Regions from separate parts of the Zea mays genome. Here all the other regions are linked to region 3. The links are chromatin contacts, called in public Hi-C maps. All regions are on one chromosome and are shown on one strand. The core of a region is the stretch at or near the end of the contact, and the rest is flanking DNA. Distances in the headings are between cores, read along the strand shown.

Region 1 (2,700 bases), core at 161-2,660, 410 kb after region 3:
AGTTCTCGAGCAAACTAGCAGAGGAACCGTCGAAGCTCTCATACGAAAGGGACCTTGTCAAGGCAAGGACATCGATGGATAGCTATAGGTCCATCAACAAGACTAGGGCGTCGAATCAAACGATAAACAACATGAGGTTGAAATAGATTAGAGCAAAATGAGGAATATATGTAAAAAGAGCGATTGGATGCTAGCTTACTCAATCGGATATGATCATCCAATATATATACATACATAGAGATAGAAAGAGGGAGTAATCTTATCTATTAGAAAACCTTTCCAAGACGTATTTTTCAAGTTTTTCCATGAGTTTAAAACAGTTCATATCGGAATCCAAAAGGTCAGATCCAAACATGGTCTTTTTTTATATTTGTCGAAAGTTCGGACGTCCATCGCAACTTTTGAACTCCGTTAGGACTTCGGGCATGGGAATGATCCTAGACATTGAAATAGGTTTTTGAAAAAAAATGGATATGGGTCAGAATTTTTTATGTTGGAGTATCTTTTCGAGAGCGTAACTCATTTATTTAGACTCTAAATCGTATATATATTTCGACCATCTCAACAAGCGACTCTGAATGGTGAGACTCAGTTCATATTTTAATAATAACCTCACAAAATGTTTTTTTTTACAAAATGACCAATTTTGTCACCGTATATTGCTGTCTGGGCAAATGCACGATGCTTATCTGTTTCCTTGTGGGGGTAGAGGCAGATGACAAGGCGATGAGCATTTATCCGGTCCGGCATCACAGAATGGACCACGGAGATTGCAAGATGCAATAACTGAAAGTGGACCATGAATCTGCGTCTCATTGACGGATACTCCGATAGCGACCGATTCTGATTATTGGAAAGTAAATTCAGAACGGTAGGTCCTGATGACTCGATGTGGATGGGCTTGTTGTATCATTATTGAACTCCAGAAGAAGTTTTACTTCCCCGTGAAGCAAAGCTGATCGATGTAAATTACTCCGGCAGCAGTAGTAGTCCTCTTGTCTTTGGCTGCCCGTCTGTCTTGGTTGACTCTCAGTTTCACGATTTCATCCTAGACGTGCACAATAAATAAACTTGCATAAACAATTCAAAGTGCCCTGTGAATGACTCGGTTAATTTTCCTTGGGCAGTTGAGCACTTGAGCATGAGCTGAAGGGCACAAGAACGTTGACAAGCTCGAATCTCGAAGCTGTAGATTCAAGAAAACCGAACCCAACCAACCGCCAGCCTTGACCCACGCGACGCGATCCCCGAGCTCACGCCGTGGCAGCGCATGCATGCACGAGGGTCCAAGTCATCGCCGGCGCCCTGGCCCACCCATCGCCCATCCAACGGCCGCCCGCGTCGCGACGGACACTGTCAGCTTCCGATCCGCGTGTGGTGTGGTTCTGGTCGTTCGGGTGACTTGTTTGGCAGGGCTCTACTTGGACGGGGTGAGGAGAGGCGAGGAGAGCAGAGCAGGCAGCCGACGACTTCCCCACGCGGAGGCGTTGCTTCCCGGTCGTCCAACGCCTGGCATCCCTTCCTTCTCCTCACCCAGCAGCAGCCGGTCGGCCTCGGCTAGATCTCGCCGGCCGCCTCCAATTGGTTGTCCACTGTGGCCGGGCCGAGGGGTACTTATCTATAGGCCCGCAGATCTGCGCCTGCGCCCGTGGGAATCTCCGCACCTCGCTATCCGTCTCTTGGATAGATCGATCTTCCGTCGCTGGTTCCCCTTCGCCCCACACGAGTACTTCCAAGGAACTGGAACTTCCAGCCGGCACGGGGATTCGAGCTTCTGCTCTATCAGCAACTCCACTGGGCGCTGAGGGTCTGTAGCAGAGCGGTGCGATCGGGGCAGAAGGGAGCCATGATGAGGGGGCAGGCGTGGCTGGCGCTGCTGGTCGTGGTGGCGCTGGCCTTGGCGGACGCGGCGGCGGGGAGGTTCGTGGTGGAGAAGAACAGCCTCGAGGTGACCTCCCCCGACGAGCTCAAGGGCAAGTACGAGTGCGCCATCGGCAACTTCGGGGTGCCGCAGTACGGGGGCACCCTGCACGGATGGGTCGAGTACCCCAAGTCCAACCGGAAGGCGTGCCAGAGCTTCGACCAGTTCGACATCTCGTTCAAGCCCAAGCAGGCTGGGGGACGACCCATCTTCGTCCTCGTCGACCGCGGAGGTGACCTTGGCTCTGTCTGTCCTGCCCCTTTTTTTTTTCTGGTCCGGGCTGTTGTTGCTCCATTCAAAGTTGCGCGCGATAGTTATTTTTGGAAACCTATTTTTCTGTTGTCCACATGTTCTTTGGAAATTGGTTGCTCAAATTAGTGAACCGCATTAGGGAGGGTGGTCTTTTATCGTGTTTCGTTCAATCTAGCTCTACTTCCTATTATTAATTACTGTTCAGTTACGAACTGCTAGCCTCCTGGCTCCTACATTCCTAAAAGGAAGAGTAAAGATTATTAATAATAGATCTTTGTAGACAATTTCTCAGCCCAACTTATATAGTAGGCAGATTAATAGATGTCCACTCATCTCTGACAAAGTTCTTGGTTCTTGTGCTTAAACCAATGGGAAGCTTATAGCCCGTTTCCGCTCTCTCTCATCTCCTCTCCCCTTCACGCATCCACCTAAACATACTCTTGATTATACTTGCCCCTACTATGAGGTGTGTTCTTTGAATTTTCTATTTCGGGCTTCCATTCCCTTGAAATTGAATGCAGCCTACC
Region 2 (2,700 bases), core at 19-2,518, 360 kb after region 3:
TTTATCAATCTCATAATTTCTATCAAATTAATCAAGCTGAGACCAATGTCATGGCTGTGGCGGGTATGGCTTAGATTTGGGTGAGCTGATCACTGAGGTAAGAAACCAAACATTCCCGAATCTCTAGTCGTTCCGGAACCTTTCATGCGCGACCCTACGGGGCGAGAGCAGACAAGTCAGCAGCAGCTAGTGGCTCCGGTTTAATTAAAATGACGCTGGTGGTCTCCGTCTCCCCTGTTCCAATCATCCATGTGTATGCACGCCGATTGCCGAAGACCAGTCAGTCTCCAGTCGTCGGACCGGACCCCGCGAGGCCGCGCAATGGACGGTCGTCGGAGAAACTGCCCAGGCATTTCCTGATCGTGAGACTCGGCCGGTGACCCTCGTCCATGCGTGTGCGTGATCTCACGCTACCCGTGTCATCGCGATGACGGCTCCGTGCCTGCACCGATCGATCCGGTAGATCCTTAGCTTTCCCCCTCCGGGTATCCATCGGCGACGGCCAGCCAGAGACCAGCCCACCGGCTCCCATGGTTTACTGCCTGCCTTCCATGCAGCTTCCTCCGCTCACTCTTTTAATTTCAGCCTGCCTTTCCACACCGCCTTTTCCTCCCTCTCAATCCCAGATAAACCATGGGGGTAAATTAAGAATGACTCACAATTAGCATTTCCTCGCATCTCTCTCTCTCTCTCTCTCTCTCTCTCTCTCTCTCTCTCTCTCTCTCTCTCTCTCTCTCTCTCTCTCTCTCTCTCTCTCTCTCTCTCTCTCTCTCTCTCTCTCTCTCTCTCTCTCTCTCTCTCTCTCTCTCTCTCTCTCTCTCTCTCTCTCTCTCTCTCTCTCTCTCTCTCTCTCTCTCTCTCTCTCTCTCTCTCTCTCTCTCTCTCTCTCTCTCTCTCTCTCTCTCTCTCTCTCTCTCTCTCTCTCTCTCTCTCTCTCTCTCTCTCTCTCTCTCTCTCTCTCTCTCTCTCTCTCTCTCTCTCTCTCTCTCTCTCTCTCTCTCTCTCTCTCTCTCTCTCTCTCTCTCTCTCTCTCTCTCTCTCTCTCTCTCTCTCTCTCTCTCTCTCTCTCTCTCTCTCTCTCTCTCTCTCTCTCTCTCTCTCTCTCTCTCTCTCTCTCTCTCTCTCTCTCTCTCTCTCTCTCTCTCTCTCTCTCTCTCTCTCTCTCTCTCTCTCTCTCTCTCTCTCTCTCTCTCTCTCTCTCTCTCTCTCTCTCTCTCTCTCTCTCTCTCTCTCTCTCTCTCTCTCTCTCTCTCTCTCTCTCTCTCTCTCTCTCTCTCTCTCTCTCTCTCTCTCTCTCTCTCTCTCTCTCGCGTAGTCTCGTGTGCGGTTTGTATCTAGCTAGGTATAACAACAGCCCACCCAGTGTGGGTTTCTAGATCGACGGCTGGTCTAGCTAGCCAGGGACTAGGACCGATCCATGGCGTCGTTTGGCAGCGACGACCACGTGCCGGCGGCCATGGCGGTGAACGATCTGGTCGAGGCGCGCGACGGCGTGGCGAGGCTCAGGATCTTGCTGCTGCAGCTGGACGAGCAGCGCGCGGCGTGGGCGCAGCTGGAGATCGACGCCGTGCTGGCCAAGCTGTCCAGCGCGATATCGGCGTTGGATACAAGCGAAGTAGGCCGGAGCCGGGCCGCCGGACCGGACGGTGCGAGGCCACAGCGACAGCAGTCGGGGAGGTCGGGCGGGAACAAGAGGAAACAAGGTTCCAGCAGAAGGTGAGCATGCACAGTTCGCTTAATGAGCTGAGCAGCTTGTTCATGCATGCCGTGCACTGTTTCTGACTGGTTTCTCGTTCGCTCTGCCCATTCGTTCACCATATATATATTTCAGCAGATCACAGCGCCCCTCTGACAAGAAGATCACTGCTACGCTGGAAGACGGGCACGAGTGGCGGAAGTATGGGCAGAAAGAGATCCAAGACTCACCCTATCCAAGGTACACACATGCATACTTCTTCATGCTCAGTTTATATATGATACATAGTCATATACGTATATGTGTCGAGGATCGAACAGATCACGGACCCCCAACGTGTTTGCTCTTGCTTGCTTGCATGCATGCGCGCGGCGCATTGCAGGAGCTACTACAGGTGCACGCACAAGGCAGACCAGGGCTGCAACGCCAAGAGGCAGGTCCAGCGCTGCGAGACGGACGCGTCCACGTACGTCGTCACCTACTACGGCGAGCACACGTGCCGGGACCTCTCGTCGATCCCGCTCATCCACCAGGCCGCCGCCGCCCGCGCGGAGGAGCCCGACGACGACCGTGCCAACAACCTCATCAGCTTCGGCTCCAACTCCAACAACGCGGCCAGCAACGGCGCCTCTTCCTCGCAGCAGCAGTACCAGCTGGCGATGGGCAGGAGCGCCGCCGACCACCACCAGCAGCTGTCCACGTCGTGGTGCACCAGCGACGACGTGTTCAGCTCGTCGGCCGGCTCGTTCATGCAGGTGGCGGACGACCAGCTGATCGGCGCCGTCGTCGTGGGCTCGGCCGGGGTGGCGTCGTCGGCGCCGGACCGTGCAGCAGGCACACTTCTTGGTGGTGGCGTGGCAAGCGGCGGCGGAGGCGCAGCCGCCGCCGGCAGTTTCCCGCCTTCTCCCAACAGCCTCGACTTCGTGGTCGGATCGCTCGGGAGCATAGGCGGCGGTGAGGACGACGAGGACATGTTTAGACTGGATCCATAGCAAGGAATCGAG
Region 3 (2,722 bases), core at 33-2,532:
TTCATTGCACACAAAAAACCTATGTTTTAATTTGCGATAAAATGATGGAAATTGTACAGTTTTTTTTTCTCTCTCATGGAGAGCTCGATACCCACACTAATCGATCTCATGAGATGCTTCATGGCGCTGCACAAGAATTCCAATCACATTCTCAGAAGAGAAAAGAAAAACTACACTGCCAAAAACACCCCTTCAAAACGGGAGGCGGTTTCTTCTCTTTTAGCTCGAGACGAGAGAGAGAATGGAAGGGTCGTTGAGCAGCACAACAACTCAGAGAATATGAACTGCCACGTCTGGACTGAACTCAGCCATAATCTGCTCAAGACATGTTTATTTCCACGATAACCCCAACGCATTGGGCGAAACTGGAAACAGCCCAAAAGGTCCAAACAGCGTACAACACAACGGCGCAACAAATCACGCGCGCACACGCGCTGAATCAGGTGAATATTGTTAGAAGCAAAGAGCGAAAGATGTAAACGGTTGTCTGTGTATTTTATTTAGCATTATATCTGTGTATTTTATTTAGCATTATATCTATCCCAGTCTATAATATTCACCAGTTTAAACTTACAAAAACCATCCAACCAAACCCCCACACGCTTATAATCTCCACTAAATCCACTAAACAAATTGCATCAAAACTTAACACTATCAAACAAACAGTTTAGATTGCTCTCCTTACTTACTAAAATCCAATTAACAATATTATTTGGATAATCCCTTCTCTCCTCTCCCGCGATCCCGCTGCTCCCAGTCTCCCCCTTCATCCTCCACGCGTCCTGTCACCCCCTCCCCATACTAGCTTCGTCGCTGCCGTCAACCTCTCTCCTCGCATCGTCGCATTTGCCATCAACCCCTTCTCTCCGATCTCCACCGAGATCGTAACATTAGCACGATTTATATGTTAATATGTATTAAACTCGCTGGTATAAAAATGTTAAAATATTAATCCCTTCATCCTAAAATATTAATCGTTTTAGCTCTTGATTTTTATGTTTATGTTTAAATGGATGATAATAAATCTAGACACATATGTAAAATAAATACACTATAATTATTATATGAATTAACTAAATGATAAAACAAATTTTATTTGGGATAAAGAGAGTATTTTATATTATAATATGTATGTTATTAATATAACGGAGTCTAATCTAAAATAGAAAGTGGATAGTTATGAAGAGAGTGACAACACGCTCTTTAAAGTTAAGCATGGATTGATTATTATTATTATTAATAATAATTCTCAACAAATACTTGGCGCTCCTCCACCCGTCCAAGTCCAGCACCTCCTCCCACCTCCCTCACCGTCCCCGAGCTGCGAGCGCGAAAAAAAAAGCGAGAGCACCACGTACCTCGCCGCCGTCGTCTCCGCCTCTCCCCTCGCCACGTCGCTGCCGAGCTGCCGGGTACACCGCCAGGCGCAGCCAGATCCGCGCGGTCCGAACCCGGGAGCGCGCCGCCGTGCGTTTCGGATCCGCGTAAGGCGCGCCGCCGGATCCGCCGCGCCGACAGGGAGGGCGCTGCCGACGTCCAGCTCGGCATTGGTTTGGCTCGATCCGGAGGCGCGGCGACTGTGGGTGCGTGTCTCGACCCTGTCCTGGTCCCCGATTGTCTCTCTTTGGCGCGATCTGGGAAATGTTCTCTGTAAAGTATTTTTTGGGTTTATCCGCTGCATATTGTTCGATCCACCGTATGGACATAGCTCCGGTCTTAGAAAATTTGGATTTTAGGCGCTTGAATCGAGTACTCATTTTGATTGATACGATTTTGAGTTTCCCCCCTTGTGAGTAATATTGTTTCCCGTTCGAAGCTCAATAGTTGCTGGTTGAGCTGTTTTTACTTCAAGTTACCTTCATCCAGTAGAAGCTTGTGGAGTATTAATCCCGCTTTGAGTGCTCGTGGAATTGTGCTCCATAACCTGTTAGCTATTGTCCTTACATGACTGCACTGATTGATGAGACTAAAGCTTTTGCTATATGTTTTGTTTCAATAGGTGGGAGTAATCTGTATTTGTGGAGCTTTGCTTGGTGCTGAAAATTGTGCAAACATGAGATGGCTTCAGCATATAGCGTGCTGGAAGTGGGCACCGTGCAACTGAGCCCATCCTTCTTGTAGCCAGATTCCTTATTCCAATGATGCAGTGGTTGGTAGGTTGCAGTAGATGACTACCGGTGATCCCTTGCTCCTGTCATCATCGGGAAGTGCAGATTCACCTTCAAAGCCAGCTCGGCCTTCGGTAGGCTCATTAGGCTGCCTCTGCGCAACTGATTCATTCTCTTCTTCACTGTACGAGGATTGTGAAACGGCTTCTGTCACACTCACGGATGAAAGGGAGGCTCAACCAAGACATTTACGCGAGTTGTCTGATGTGAGCAGGGTGGCAGAGCGCTTCCAGTCTGCTGATTCACAATTCTTCCATCGTCTCTCAGTGGAATGCTCTCAGAAGGAGAGGCAGCGGAAGGTTTCTTGGGGTGGCGCAATGGAGAGGCAGCATTCTCCATCATCCCTAGAGATTGGAATGGTATCTTCTTCACATGAGAAGCCAAATCGCTCCCAGAGAATCAGGAACAAGAGCTCACAGTTTGAAGATCCATCCGAGCAAGAGCCAAGAAAAATATACATTAATGATCCTAACAAGACAAATGATCGATATGAATTTACAGGGAATGAGATCAGGACAAGCAAGTACACTTTGATTACGTTCTTGCCTAAGAAC

The links. A called contact is a pair of places that touch in the nucleus more often than the background predicts.
Region 1: a Hi-C map of ear shows a contact between it and region 3, with 2.6 times the contacts expected there. The contact joins the promoter of LOC542350 here to the promoter of LOC100304270 in region 3. A contact is called at or near these places in 4 of 25 Hi-C or Micro-C datasets (ear, endosperm, leaf and 1 more).
Region 2: a Hi-C map of ear shows a contact between it and region 3, with 2.9 times the contacts expected there. The contact joins the promoter of LOC109942268 here to the promoter of LOC100304270 in region 3. A contact is called at or near these places in 2 of 25 Hi-C or Micro-C datasets (ear and tassel).

Annotation. Positions count from the first base shown.
Region 1 is chr9:137,003,602-137,006,301 of Zm-B73-REFERENCE-NAM-5.0, reverse strand. LOC542350 (vacuolar sorting receptor homolog 1) reads left to right here and starts at 1,410. Exons shown (of 12, transcript NM_001305862.1): 1 at 1,410-2,153. The coding sequence starts at 1,847.
Region 2 is chr9:137,062,639-137,065,338 of Zm-B73-REFERENCE-NAM-5.0, reverse strand. LOC109942268 (WRKY DNA-binding transcription factor 70) reads left to right here and starts at 1,268. Exons shown (of 5, transcript XR_002264989.3): 1 at 1,268-1,716; 2 at 1,832-1,936; 3 at 2,079-2,700.
Region 3 is chr9:137,418,192-137,420,913 of Zm-B73-REFERENCE-NAM-5.0, reverse strand. It overlaps LOC100304270, which reads left to right and starts at 1,282. Exons shown (of 9, transcript NM_001361395.1): 1 at 1,282-1,583; 2 at 2,000-2,722. The coding sequence starts at 2,168.